Regions from separate parts of the Gossypium hirsutum genome. Here region 1 is linked to region 2. Evidence: chromatin contacts called from public Hi-C data. All regions are on one chromosome and are shown on one strand. Each heading gives the region's core, a stretch centred on a gene start, on an enhancer-like site or on the middle of the called end of the contact. The rest is flanking DNA. Distances are from core to core; before and after follow the strand shown.

Region 1 (7,056 bases), core at 2,604-5,103, 140 kb after region 2:
GGCACATATATTGGTTGTTATGAAAATTGTTGAATATACATGTATGCATTCGGCACATGTGGATTAGAAGTATAAATGTGCTTTTGGTTAATGTAGTTGATAAGTAAAAATATAAGCTTTTTTGACTTATGTATTTGAAAGATCATAGATATGCATTCGATGAAATGCAAATGATAAGTATATTAGAAATTAGTATATGCAATTAATGATTATGTCTGTAACTTGATTATAAGCATATAATGTTTATACATATGTTCGTTTATAGTATTTTAGATATGCTATAAACTTACTAAGCTATAGAAGTTTACTTTGATTATTTTTGTCCATTTGTTTTATAGTTAAAAACCAAGCTGCAGACTCGGGGATCGTTAGCGAAGATCATCACTCTATCTACTAACTCGGTATTAAAACATTTAAATTTTAACTTATGGCATGTATAGGCTAAATAAAATTTTGGGAGTCGTACTTTAATGTACTGTATATATAATTAATAGCCATATGAAACTAGCTTATTTTTCTTACAGTTTAACTGAACTGAAATGTTATGTTTTGTTATAAAAGGTTAAAGTAAAATTTATAATTATACTTACTTCATATTTGACTAATTTAATATAAATGCAAAATTCTTGAATTCTACTGAATGTCTGTGTTAAGTTGCGTTTTATCTGGTAACACTTCGTAACCCTAATTTATCGACGTATACGGGTTAGGAGTGTTACAATATAGCTTATAAAATATCATTTATCATGATAATAATCTGCCATGTGTAACTGTTGGCTATTATTAAAAAACGTTAATTGAAGATAATTTAAAAATATATATATATATATATATATATATAGAAACAAACTTACATGTTGCTTATTTAAAAAAAAAAAGAACAATACATGTTTCTATATTTAATTCATTAACTAATTTTATTTTCAATGTATTATTATACGTTATATTTTTGTTGAACAAAACCAATAATTTTTTATATAAATGGAAAATTATGCACTTATCATTAATTTTTTAAATAAATAAACAAATTAAACCAAAACTAAAATTATAAAAATATTATAACATTAATACACAAAAACAACTCGTACATTGCTCGGGAACCCAAACTAGTATATATTAGAAACTTTACCTATGTGTGTAAAAACCACATATTTAGAATATAAATTTGTGTTTGAAAATAACATACAATAAATAATGAAATGTATGTTTTGAAACTAATTAATAATAATAATAACACATGAAATATATACGATTTTAAAATAAAAAATAATTAAAATTGTAATTAAAATGAAATCTAAACACATGAATACATCATATTAAGATTACTAAATTGGTGTCGATTTAATTTGTAACACAATCTCAACCAACAACATTATTAATACTAGGAATCCTATCACACGCATATATGTATGGAAACCACGTTTTTAACAATACAATTGGTGGAGATAATAAAGTGTGCATAATAAACTTAAAATATATAGGGAAAAATTAAAATAAAAGTTTGATTGAGTGGTAAATTTAAAATATATGCATTGTTGTGAGTTCAAATCGCACTACAAGTGTTTTTGTTTTGTTTTTTAATAAAAAGGTTAAAGTACCATTGAATAATATAACTTATTTTAAATACGAAAATTTATTTTTGTAATTTCCCTAACTGAGTTGGTGCCCGATTGACTTGTGACACCAACTCAATCAGGGATTTTATTAATAGTATAGATAGATATACAATTGATGAATGTAATAAAGTTTGCATAATAAAATTAAAATGTATAATTAAAACAAAATAAAGCCTTGATGGAGTGGTAAATTTAAAATTTTTCCACTGTAATTAGCAAGAGTCAAATCCCACCACATGCATATTTTTATTCTTTTTATAAATTAAAAAGACTAGAGTGCTCTCAAATAATATAGCTTATTTAAAATACGAAGGTCATTTTTATAATTTTTCTAACTGAGTTTGTGACCGATTGACTTGTGACTCCAACTCAGTCATGAATTTTATTAATAATATAGATAATATATACAATTAATGGAGGTAATCAAGTGTGCATAGTAAAATTAAAATGTATCAAAATATTAAAATAAAACTTTAATTGAATGGTAAATTTAAGGTTTTCTAAACTTAATTGGCACTGGTTCAAATCAATCATATTGATATATTTTTATTCTTTTTTTTAAATAAAAGGAATAATGTAACTTTTGGCCCCTAAACTTAGCAAGTAGATCTACATTGGACCCTAAACTATTTTTGATCCACGTTGACCCCTGAACTTGAAAACCGTTATTCATTTAAGCCCATTTTGTTAACGATAGTGAAAAAAAATGAGGATAATGCAACTTTTGGCCCCCCTGAACTTGACAATTAGGATCATGTTGGTACATGTCTTTTTTTTGTTCACTTTGGCACTTAAATTTGACAATTTAATAATTGAACAAATGGTTGAAGATATTAGACCACTAGTTTGGTCGATTTAACTGTCGAACCAACAATAATAAAATAAATAATTTAAAATTCATAAAAGTCTAAAAAGCCAAGTAAAGTAATTTTTTTTTGTTTTTTCTTTACTTTTTTTCTTAGATTTTTATGAATTTTTGGAGAAACTAAGCGCGTGATCAAGTGGGAGATCAAGTCTTCTGGTTAAAATTATATATTTTTGGTAGCTTCCTGTAGATCAATAAGAGGAATTCCATAAGTTAATGGATAAAGCAAAAAAAAAAAAGAGAGAGAGAGAGGGAGAGAAACATTCACTTGCTTTATTGTTCATAGTTAAGCTTTAACGGTTTATGGAGGCAACTGAAAGACGACAAGATCAAAAATAGGGAATTAGATTAGCAGGAGGGCCTATCCTATTATTTAAACTTCTGACTAATTGATGTCATATTTAACCGGGTCATCAAGTCAGTTAAAAGATTTATAGAAATACCCTTTCATAATTAAATTGAGTTATCCTATTATTTAAATTCCTAACTGAGTTGGTGTTACCCTTAATAGGGTCATCAACTTGGTTAGGAGAAAAACTAAAATACCCTTTCGTAACCCAACCTAAAGTAGACTAATCCAAGGTCTGGGCCACCCGATCAGACCAGAAGCCCCGTCCGAAAAATGAAAAGATTTAAACAAAAATATAAATCTATAAAATGGATTTGAACAAAAATTTGATTCTCACTTTTTAAATAAGCCGGACTTCGGGTAAGCTTTGCAGGCGCAGCCAGCCCAAACAATACTTATAAATAATATTTTTAGCAAATTAAGCATTTACTGGATTGGGCTTTGAAATTTGAAAACCAGGTTACTTGTTTGAAAATAGGGCTTCCTCTTCTTTCTTTTTTTCCCTTTGTCCAGGACTCCAATCTGTCGTTCCTTCTTTTGAACAAAAGCCAATTTCTAAAACTAAAACCCTAATTTCTCACTTTCACTTTCATCACACGCTACGCGCCCTTTAAGTTCTCTTAATCTTCGCATCTTTCGTCGGCTCCAGCGTGTTAGATCTACGGCGCAACTGGTATTGGATTGATGGAAGGGAAAGTTGAGGGCCTGAGCATATAATCCTGTTTCAACCATAAAAATTTATCATATTTTTCCAACTTGATTTCAGAATATTTTTTTATCATAAAATTTGGTAAGTCAAAAAAAATAAAATTATAAAGATTATATGTCATCTAAATTTAAAAAATTACTTAATTTCGATGGAAAGCACCAAAATAATTTCATTCCTGTTGTAATTCGGGTCGGGGCTCCATTGGGCCCGTTAACCAAATTTTCAGAAATCCATAATTGCCGAAAAACAAAAACGAAGGAAGTTTCAACTATTTGCACCCAATAATAAAATGGGCCGAACCAGTTAAACCATTAATTTCCAGTCAATAGTTAAGTAACTAGCAAGAAAGCATACTCGCATGGAAGCAGCGAATGGAATGATTCCATTTGCGTAGATTCTCTGAAGCCAACTCAAAGTCTCAAAAACAAGCGAAAATGTGTTTGACTAGCAGGTACTAACAAACAAAGCTTTATAGCCGATTCAGCCATGGCTTCTTTTTCAAGCTTTTGTCTCTTCTTTCTCCTTTGCTAATTAGAAAGGTAGCTGTGTACCCATAAAACAAACCCCACCATTAAGCTTCTTCAATGTTCACATACCCCAAATCCTCATACCTTTTCTTTTTCCTTCTTGAATTCCCCCTTTTTTTGATTCAAAGTTTTCTCCTTTTATTTTAAAATTTTTTTTCTTTTTTTCTCCATCACTTTTTATACAAATCCCAAGGTGAAATTATAAGAATTTTCTTGTAGTTTCTTCCTGATCATCTGGAATTCCCTTCTTCATCTTCTCTTTTGGTTGACACGTGAACCAACTTAGGATTTTTCAGAGCCTATTGATTGACTAGTTCCTTTGAAAACTTAAGTTACCCTTTACAGTTTCCACCATTGATTTTTTTTTTAAAAAAAGCCCTGTTTTTGTATTTATTTCATATTGTTTAATCTTTACATTGATCCATGGTGTGTTATTAAATGTGTTTGATTCATAGGGGAGCCTATGTCAATCGCCTGTTGCTGTCCCGTCCTTGAATGTGTCTACTGTTTAGCCTGTGCTCGTTGGGCATGGCAGAAATGTCTATACACTGCTGGCCATGAAAGCGAGCACTGGGGTTTAGCCACAGTGGAAGAATTTGAGCCAGTCCCACGCCTTTGTCGTTTAATTCTAGCTGTTTATGAAGATGATCTCCATAACCCTCTTTGGGCACCCCCTGGAGGTTATGGCATTAACCCTGATTGGGTTTTCTTAAGAAGAAATGATCAAGAAACTGAAGGCCGAGCTCCACCTTACATGATTTATTTAGATCATGAAAATGCTGATATTGTGTTTGCTGTTAGGGGACTTAACTTAGCCAAGGAAAGTGATTATGCTGTTTTGCTTGATAACAAACTGGGGCAGACCAAATTTGATGGTGGATATGTCCACAACGGGTTATTGAAAGCCGCCGAGTGGGTTTTTGATGCCGAGTGTGAGGTTTTAAGGGAATTACTTAAGAAGAATCCTAGCTACACTTTGACATTTGCAGGTCATTCCCTTGGAGCAGGCTTGGTGGCCTTGTTGGTGATGGTTGCCGTTCAAAATCGTAGCAAACTGGGAATCACAGAGAGGAACCGGTTTAGATGCTACGCCATTGCTCCCGCTCGGTGTATGTCGCTCAATTTGGCGGTTCGATATGCAGATGTAATCAATTCAGTAGTGCTTCAGGTAAACTTGTCATACCATATATTGTAAACTTGTATTTATGTGTGCTTATATATGGACTTGGATCATTGATTTCAGCTTGCCAAATTTGGTTAGAAGGTTTAAGATTAAAACAAATATAGTTGAATGCCAATTGATAATATCTTGTATGCGTAGGCCCTAACATGAGCTGTTGTACTGCACCAGGATGATTTTTTACCTCGAACAACCACTGCGTTGGAAGATGTTTTCAAATCACTCTTCTGGTAAAATATAGTATGTCTTAGTCACCTTTCAGTTAGTAATTTCCTTAATGGTGGGGTTTCTTTGAAAACCAAGCTCTCTTCGTTCTTAGAATTGATTTTGATGTTTGCATAACAGGGCTGGTTTTACTTCTTATGCAGTTTACCGTGTCTTTTGTGCCTAATGTGCTTGAAAGACACTTGCACCATGGAGGAGAAGATGCTGAAAGATCCGAGGCGGCTGTATGCACCTGGACGCCTGTACCACATTGTTGAAAGAAGACCCTGCAGGTTACGTTGACAAATTTGTGAACTGTTCAACACTGTATGGTGAATTACTCGTTTTTCTTTTATAAAAACACTCAACCTGCTTGATATTTTAAGACGGGATTTCTTAGTGAAAGATGTTAATAAGCAAGACTCGCAGTCGTGGTCAATCATATATCTTTTCTATCCCTTAAATAATCATATATGATCGGGATCAATTAAGATGTATTTTTGGTTCAGTGTTTCATATGCATTTCTCTCCATCCTGATCGCAGGATAGGAAGATTTCCCCCTGTGGTGAGGACTGCAGTTCCTGTGGATGGGAGGTTTGAGCATATAGTTCTTTCCTGCAATGCAACCTCTGATCATGCTATTATTTGGATAGAAAGAGAGTCCCAAAGAGCTCTTGATGTAAGTTTATGGCTTCTTGACCCTTTTTTTTGTTCGAAAAGAAAAATGTTTTGACACAGAAAATTTTCTTCAGAGATAAAAAATATTAAGAATCTTAGCTTCGCATGCCTTTATGGTGCTTGGAAGGTACAATATGGCTACTATAATCAATTTGTGTTTAGAATCAGTATACTTTGCTTAGTAAGCTGTAAACCTATACTTCAGCATTTAAGCATAATTAAGGTGAAGCGACTAACAAGATGTATAGTGAAAAATCTCATGTTGGCCGGAAAAAATAATCGCATGTGTATTTTTTCTGCATTTGATACACACCCTTCAGTTTGTACTTTACGAGCTTAATCGTTACTTTTGCATTTAACTATCTCAACAATTGCTCTAAATGGTATTGAATCAACGAGTAAGAAAAGCTGAATGATTGAAGCTGGAATAGTTTAGGTTGGTAGAAATAGGAAAATAGTTCCGTTTATTGCAACAACATGATAAGCTCTCATTCTGTTAAATGTAGTTGATGGTGGAGAAAGATGGGGTAATGCGGGTTCCTGCAAAGCAGAAAATGGTACGGCATGTGTCTCTTGCTCGAGAACACAGTGAAGAGCACAAGGCAGCTCTTCAGAGGGCAGTTGCTTTGGATATCCCACAGGCTTACTCGCCTTCCACGTATGGAACATTCCATGAAATGGAAGGAGCCGGATCTTCTGGTGGATCAAGTGAGAGAGGCTTCTGAGTTATCATCTAGGAAAAGAAGGGATAGTTGGGAGGTTGACCGAGTCCGGGGATATGGTGTTGGAGAAGCCAGTTCCATAGAACAACCCTCAACCTCAGTCCATTAGTCCTGGACCTGCCTGGTTGCCTCAAAAAGAGAAAACAGAGAGGTCTGCAAATGAATTCTGTCATGTGCACCATGGTTTATTGCTTGAGACTATCAT
Region 2 (7,328 bases), core at 2,196-4,695:
GCTTAATTTTGCTATGTCGTTCTCACTCATATGCCCTAGACGCATATGCCAAAGTCTAGTAACATCATCATCTAACAAGGAAGAGGAAATAATGGTTGCATCACCAGTAACAGCTGAACCTTACAACACATATAACTTGGCAGTCTTTCTCTGCCCTTTCATCACAATGAGGAAGCCCTTACTAATCTTCAGAACTCCACTTTCAGTTATGTTCTTGTGCCCTTTTGAATTAAAAGTACTTAACGAAATCAAATTCCTCTTCAATTCTAGTACATGTTGTATGCCAGCAACTGTTCTGACAATTCCACTGAACATATTAATTTTGATCGTGCCAATACCTGCGATTTTACATTAAGCATTATTTCCTATCAAAATAACACATTCAGACACAGTTTCGTATGTTGTAAACCAATTTTGATTAGGACTCATATGGAACATACAACCAAAATCGAGGATCTACTCCTCACTCACTTTATATTTGTTGACAGAAGCAACGAGAAGTTCACCATCACTGTAGTTTTCTGCTACATCAACTTCACCGGATTGTTCTAATTGTTTTCCCTTTTGATTCACAACCTCCCTTTTGATCTTATTATGCAACTTATAGCACTTAGACTTAATGTGTCCTTTCTTCTTGTAGAAGTTATAGGTTTTACCTCTATTTGAAAATCTCGATCTCCTCTTAGATTTACTGCGATGATTTTGTTCCTGTGTCCTCTCACGATTATCATCATCATTTCGTTCTTGTCTCCCATAAATAATGAGACCCCCTCCCTAAGAGTCAAATCCAACCACAAGATGTTTCATCTTGTCATTCGAGGTTAAGAAAGCATAGACTTCATCAACTATGAAAGATTCTCAACTATACAAAATTGTATCTCTAAAGTTTGAATAAGATGGGGGGCAACAAACAAAGTAGAATTAACCATAAATCTTCTTTATCATACTGAACCTCTATGACCTCTAGGTCTGAGATAATTTCTTTAAACACGGTTAAGTGTTAGTGTACAAATGCACCTTCCTCCAAACGATGAGCATAAAGACGCCGCTTCATATGCAACTTACTAATTAGGGTTTTCGACAAACATAGTTGCTCAAGCTTCTTCCATAATACAACGACGGTCTTCTCCTTCAACATGCCCTATAAAATTTCATTCGACAGATGCAATTGTAATTGCATTAAAACCTTTCGATCTTTACTTCTCTTCTATTCATCTGTTAATATTGAAGGCATCTTATCTAATCCTAATAGGACATCCTCAAAATCTATTAGCTCAAGAACTACCTGTATATTTACCTGCCACAATGTAAATTTGGTATTGCGATCCAACAGCGGAATATCATACTTCATTGTCACCATTACCGTGATCGAGACAAGCAACCCAAAAAGCTCTGATACTAGTTTGTAGAACTAACATCGATAATGGAAATATAGAACGATCGCAAAATAAAAAAAAAGAAAGAAAAAATAAGAACACACAGATTTTACGTGGAAACCCTTTCGGGAAAAGAACCACAGGTAGAGGAGAAGAAATTCACTAATGTCGAATTCGAATGATACAAAAGGAGTTTATTTATAGGTTGAAAAACATTATTCTAATCAATGTCAAATAGATGAAGTGTAGTAAGGTTGAAAAATGTTATTCTAATCAATGTAAAATAATAATAAAAAGTATAGTTCTATATGGATTTTACTTTTATTTTATTTTACCACTTTATTTTATTTTAACAAGGCTTCGAGTCACTCAACTCTAGCAAATAGTATTTGAAATAAGGAAATCTTGATAATCTTAATGATGTAGATTCAAGTTGAAATGATAATAAGGAGCACATGTTAAATATTAAAAAAAGAATAATCCAACAAATATGCACTAGAACAGTTAGATAAATTTATATATAATGTTTATTTTCTTGCTATTTTTATTAGTAATCGTATATCAACTATTTTTTTATATTGGCATAATACATATGATAATTTGATTTTAATTTTTGTTACATGTTTAAAATTATTTTTTTATCATACTAATAATTTTTTATATGAATTATATAATTGTATAATTATAATTTGTACTACAAATATGACATAACAAATTACGATATAATTACATTTTATCGACCAAATACATATAAAAAATTATAATTAAACCCTCATTCAACTATTCTGTACATATTTAAATATGCAAAAAAAAAAAGTCCCTAATTAATTTTACATGAGAACAATTTTACTCATTTAAGTTGTTTTGTACATATAAAATCAAGTTTGACTAATTTAGGAATTTCTTTTGATAGAATACTAAGTTACGAATTTCAAATTTGTTTTCATCTTTTACTGTAAATAGTTTTTTTTTTTTTTTTGGAATAAGGAAAGCATGAATACTAGTCTAGGATGAGTCCTTGGACCAAAAAGTTTTGCTTTATTTTCTTGGTCTTTTTATTCTATTTTGCTTTTTAATTTCCTGTTGATCACAGAAATAAAATCTGGAAAATGAATGGAGGAGGAAAGCCCACAATAAAATTCAAAATTTTTTTATAATTTTTATTAATAAAAAGCAATACATTAGAAATTCTAAAACCATTTATCTGGCCTATTCATAAATTATTTTTAATTGATACCTAACTATACCTCTAAAATTTAATAAAACATCTTAATTTCTAACCGTAATGAGACCAAGAGTTTCACTTTTCATTTCGTATTTTAATTACTGTTTCTTTTTTCCACCAATCATCTAATTTTCAGTTAAGTTGTCAAAATAATTTGAAAAACACGCAAAATTAAATTAAAGAACAGTCAACTAAAGACGACATCCACACGCAATTTGAAAATAATTACCACACGTGTCAATAAAGTACAGCGCGTGCCATTAACGAGCACATTCAAGAGTGTTGAAATTGTAAAAAAAAAACGTCAACACCCGTATCTTTGTCGTATAAGATTAGAAGTGCAAGAAAAGGTCGATATTTCTTGAAAGTCCCTGTTTTATACCATTTTTCATTTTTAGTCCTTCTATTGTAAATTGATCCTTTCTGATCCTATATTTTCGAAATAGGTGGTTATTTTTTGTTAATTTTGTCAGATACTTTGGAATGGTTTAATTTTAAAAAAATATGATGATTTGGCATATAAATTTTGATATTTTTTATATGGTAACAATTTTTTTACACGTTTAAAGAAAAGAGAAAACTGTATAATATTTATCCAAAACTAAAATAAAAAATGCAAAAGTATATATGCTGCAGCACATATATTTTAAAAAATAATCCAAGTGAAATTATTTAATAAAATTAACAAATACACATTTTGAAAAAGCAAAGAGGTTAAAAATGAGCAAATTTTAGCACATAAACTAAATTTCCCGAAATGTTACAGGGACTTTCGTGAAATTTAACCAAAAGGGAAAGTTGGAAACTGATAATTAAATTTAAGCAGTGAATCCCTTCTTATTTCGTTTTGATTTTCTTTAATTTTTCTTCATCATCTTCCAAAAAAAAAAAATTTCATTTTACTCGTTTTAGACGGCTCTCTAATATTCTCTCGGTCAACTGTATTTTATTTCTAATTTTTTAAATTAATCTCCTTCTCTCCTAAGTTTCATAGATGCTATCATATACAGTCCTTTCAAGCTTCCTTTCACTTTCCTAACAGAGCTTTCAGCTTTTAAAACAGAGGTCAGTTGTTGTTAATCTCTTTAAATTCCCTTAAATCCTTTTCTTCTTGTTCGATTATTTTATTTTATTTTTATTGTGTATTCAGGGTTTTTTCTACTCTTGATATCTGATTGTTGGGTGTTCTTTGAAACCTGAAAAAAGTAAGTTGATTCTTCCTTTTCTTTCTTCAAACTTAAAAAAAAATTGACGCTTTTCATAGAGGAAAGTTTTTGCTATAAGTTTCTTAAATAACCAAAAAAAAAAAACCCAGTAATTGTTTCCCAGAAGGAAACATAGACTGAGCTTTTATCTTGTAAAAGGATCAAAAAGATTCTGTGTGTGTATATATATATTCTGATGTGAACCAAAAGTATGGTATCTTTCTCTCAGAATCTTGCTTTAGTATGAGAAAAAAATTCATGGAATTATTTCCCCTTTTTAATCTCTGGCTGGAATCTCAACTTTCGTTTTTCATAATTTTACATGATAAAATTACAGATTATATACTGCTTGGTTGGCAAGAATTTGGATAATTTAAATTGAAAAAAATAGTTATTTATATATAACAAAATTCATTGCAGTTTCATGCTAGTTCTCATTATACTGGGTTCTTGTTGTTTTCATTTGTTGTGTTTTGCGCCTTTTTGCATTTTCAGTGCTCAAATCCTTTCGATATTGCTTGCTTTTTTGTTCATGGAGGGACTGAAATTCATCTTTTTATTTCAGGTATTATTTTGATCGACTCCAATTACCGATAGTCAATAAAGTGATTTCCGGTTCCGCTTTGATTGATACAAACTATGAGTAGTCTCAAGTTGGGGGTGGAGGTGGTGGGGGCGCATGACCTGTTAGCCAAAGATGGACGGGGATCATTCTGTCCCTTTGTGGAGCTCGAGTTTGATGGCCAGAGATGCCGGACCACTACTAAAGAGAAAGATCTCAGTCCGGTATGGAACGAGAGTTTCTATTTCAACGTATCGGATCCAAACAAGTTGTCCAGCCTCCCACTTGAAGCTTTTGTTTACAACCATAACAAAGCAAACAACGCGAAGACTTGTCTTGGGAAGGTTCGACTCACTGCACCATCGTTCGTGAATTACTCGGATGCGGTTGTTTTGCACTACCCTCTTGAGAAACGAAGCATTCTCTCCCGTGCGAAAGGAGAGCTTGGTTTGAAAGTGTTTGTTACTGATGATCCTACGATAAAACCCTCGAATCCACTTCCAGCCATGGATCCGGATGTAGTCCCGAAGTCAATTCCCAAAGAGAAAAATGGTAAAAGACACACATTTTTTCATCTTCCAAATGCAAAGCAGCCACAACAGCAGCAGCAAAAAGTTACCCCAGCACCACCCCAACAACAAATGAATTATGGAGTACATGAGATGAAATCCGGACCACAGGCATTGAAAGCTGTCAACATGTTCCCGGGTTCATCATCTCAACCATTTGATTATGCTCTTAAAGAGACAAGTCCATTTCTTGGAGGAGGACGAATTGTTGGAGGCCGAGTCATACGAGGAGACAGACCAACCAGCACCTATGACCTTGTTGAGCAGATGAGATTCCTTTTCATACGAGTGGTGAAAGCCCGAGATCTTCCTTCAAAAGATGCGACAGGCAGCCTCGATCCGTATGTTGAAGTGAAAGTAGGAAACTACAAAGGAATCACGAAGCATTATGAAAAGAAACAAAATCCAGAATGGAATCAGGTGTTTGCCTTTTCAAGGGAAACAGTGCAGTCATCTGTGCTAGAAGTTGTTGTGAAGGATAAGGCTTTAGTGAAAGATGACTCTGTTGGGTTTGTGCGCATTGATCTCCACGAGGTTCCTACAAGGGTTCCACCTGATAGTCCGTTGGCTCCGGAATGGTATCGGTTAGAAGATAAGAAAGGAGAGAAAAAGAAAGGAGAACTGATGCTTGCAGTTTGGTATGGCACACAGGCTGATGAGGCTTTTCCCGATGCTTGGCATTCGGATGCTATTGCTCCAGGTGATAGCACTTCAGTTTCCCCGACATATATCCGCTCAAAAGTTTATCACTCTCCGAGACTGTGGTATGTCCGTGTCAATGTTATCGAGGCTCAAGACCTTGTTCCAGCTGACAAGAGCAGGTTTCCTGATGCATATGTTAAGGTTCAGATTGGTAACCAGATCTTAAAGACAAAACCAGTCCAAACTCGAAATATGAATCCAATCTGGAACGAAGAGTTTATGTTTGTTGCTGCCGAACCCTTCGAAGATCATCTGACTTTTACAGTTGAAGATCATGCAGGTCCTAATAAGGATGAGACCATTGGAAGGACTGTAATAGCATTGAACTCCATTGATAGGCGTGCTGATGATCGCTTTGTCCGTACCCGGTGGTACAACCTGGAGAAATCTTTATCCGATGCCATGGACAGTGATCGTGCAAAGAAGGATAAATTTCATAGTAGGCTCCATGTTTGTGTTTGTCTTGATGGAGGATACCATGTTCTTGATGAATCAACTCAGTATAGCAGTGATCTCCGGCCAACAGCAAAGCAGCTCTGGAAATCGTCAATTGGTGTTTTAGAACTCGGAATTTTGAATGCCGACGGGCTCCAGCCAATGAAAACTAGGGACGGAAAAGGTGCATCTGATACATATTGTGTTGCTAAGTATGGCCATAAATGGGTTCGAACTCGAACCATAGTAAATAGCTTGAATCCGAAATATAATGAGCAGTACACCTGGGAAGTTTATGATACAGCCACGGTTCTCACTGTGGGTGTCTTTGATAACTCTCAGATTGGAGGTTCCGATAATACCAGAGATAACAAAATCGGAAAGGTACGGATTCGCATATCTACACTGGAAACTGGTCGTGTTTACACACACTGTTACCCGCTGCTGGTTCTTCACCCTTCTGGTGTCAAGAAATTGGGTGAACTCCATTTAGCAATACGATTTTCATCGACATCGATGGTTAATATGATGTCTCAGTACTCGCGTCCTCTTCTGCCAAAGATGCACTACAAAAGGCCGTTGAGCGTGATACAGCAAGACATTCTGCGACATCAGGCCGTGAATATCGTGGCAGCTCGGCTTGGTCGGGCTGAACCTCCTCTCAGGAGAGAAGTAGTCGAATATATGTCCGATGCAAATGCTCACCTTTGGAGCATGAGGCGCAGCAAGGCAAACTTTTTGCGACTGACATCAGTCTTCTCGGGGTTATTTTCGGCTGGAAATTGGTTCGGTGAAGTTTGCACGTGGAAGAACCCTATTACAACAGTGCCGGTTCATATCCTATTCGCAATGCTAGTTTGTTTCCCAGAGCTGATTTTACCAACGGTTTTCTTATACATGTTCCTTATAGGGGTTTGGAACTATCGTTATCGACCAAGGTACCCTCCTCATATGAACACTAGTCTTTCTTGTGCCGATGCAGTTTCTCCTGATGAGCTAGATGAAGAATTTGAGTCCTTTCCTGCATCGAAAAGCTCAGATATAGTTCGGATGAGGTATGATCGTTTGAGGAGTGTTGCAGGGCGAATTCAGACTGTTGTTGGTGACATAGCTACACAAGGCGAGCGGCTTCAGGCACTCCTAAGCTGGCGGGATCCTCGTGCCACAACAATATTTGTGTTATTATGTCTGGTGGCTGCCATTGTTTTGTATGTCACACCTTTTCAGATGATTGCTCTTCTTGCTGGGTTTTAT

What was found. Hi-C and Micro-C count contacts between places; a contact is called where the count stands out from the background.
Region 1: a contact with region 2 is called in a Hi-C map of fibers, with 3 times the contacts expected there. The contact joins the promoter of LOC107900885 here to the promoter of LOC107900891 in region 2. A contact is called at or near these places in 15 of 34 Hi-C or Micro-C datasets (callus, fibers, hypocotyl and 3 more).

What each region holds. Positions count from the first base shown.
Region 1 is chrD08:51,038,275-51,045,330 of Gossypium_hirsutum_v2.1, forward strand. It overlaps LOC107900885, which reads left to right and starts at 3,854. Exons shown (of 6, transcript XM_016826646.2): 1 at 3,854-3,990; 2 at 4,522-5,234; 3 at 5,418-5,476; 4 at 5,615-5,743; 5 at 5,995-6,130; 6 at 6,636-7,056. The coding sequence starts at 4,530. The coding sequence ends at 6,854.
Region 2 is chrD08:50,897,505-50,904,832 of Gossypium_hirsutum_v2.1, forward strand. It overlaps LOC107900891 (FT-interacting protein 3), which reads left to right and starts at 3,446. Exons shown (of 2, transcript XM_016826653.2): 1 at 3,446-3,666; 2 at 4,372-7,328. The coding sequence starts at 4,446.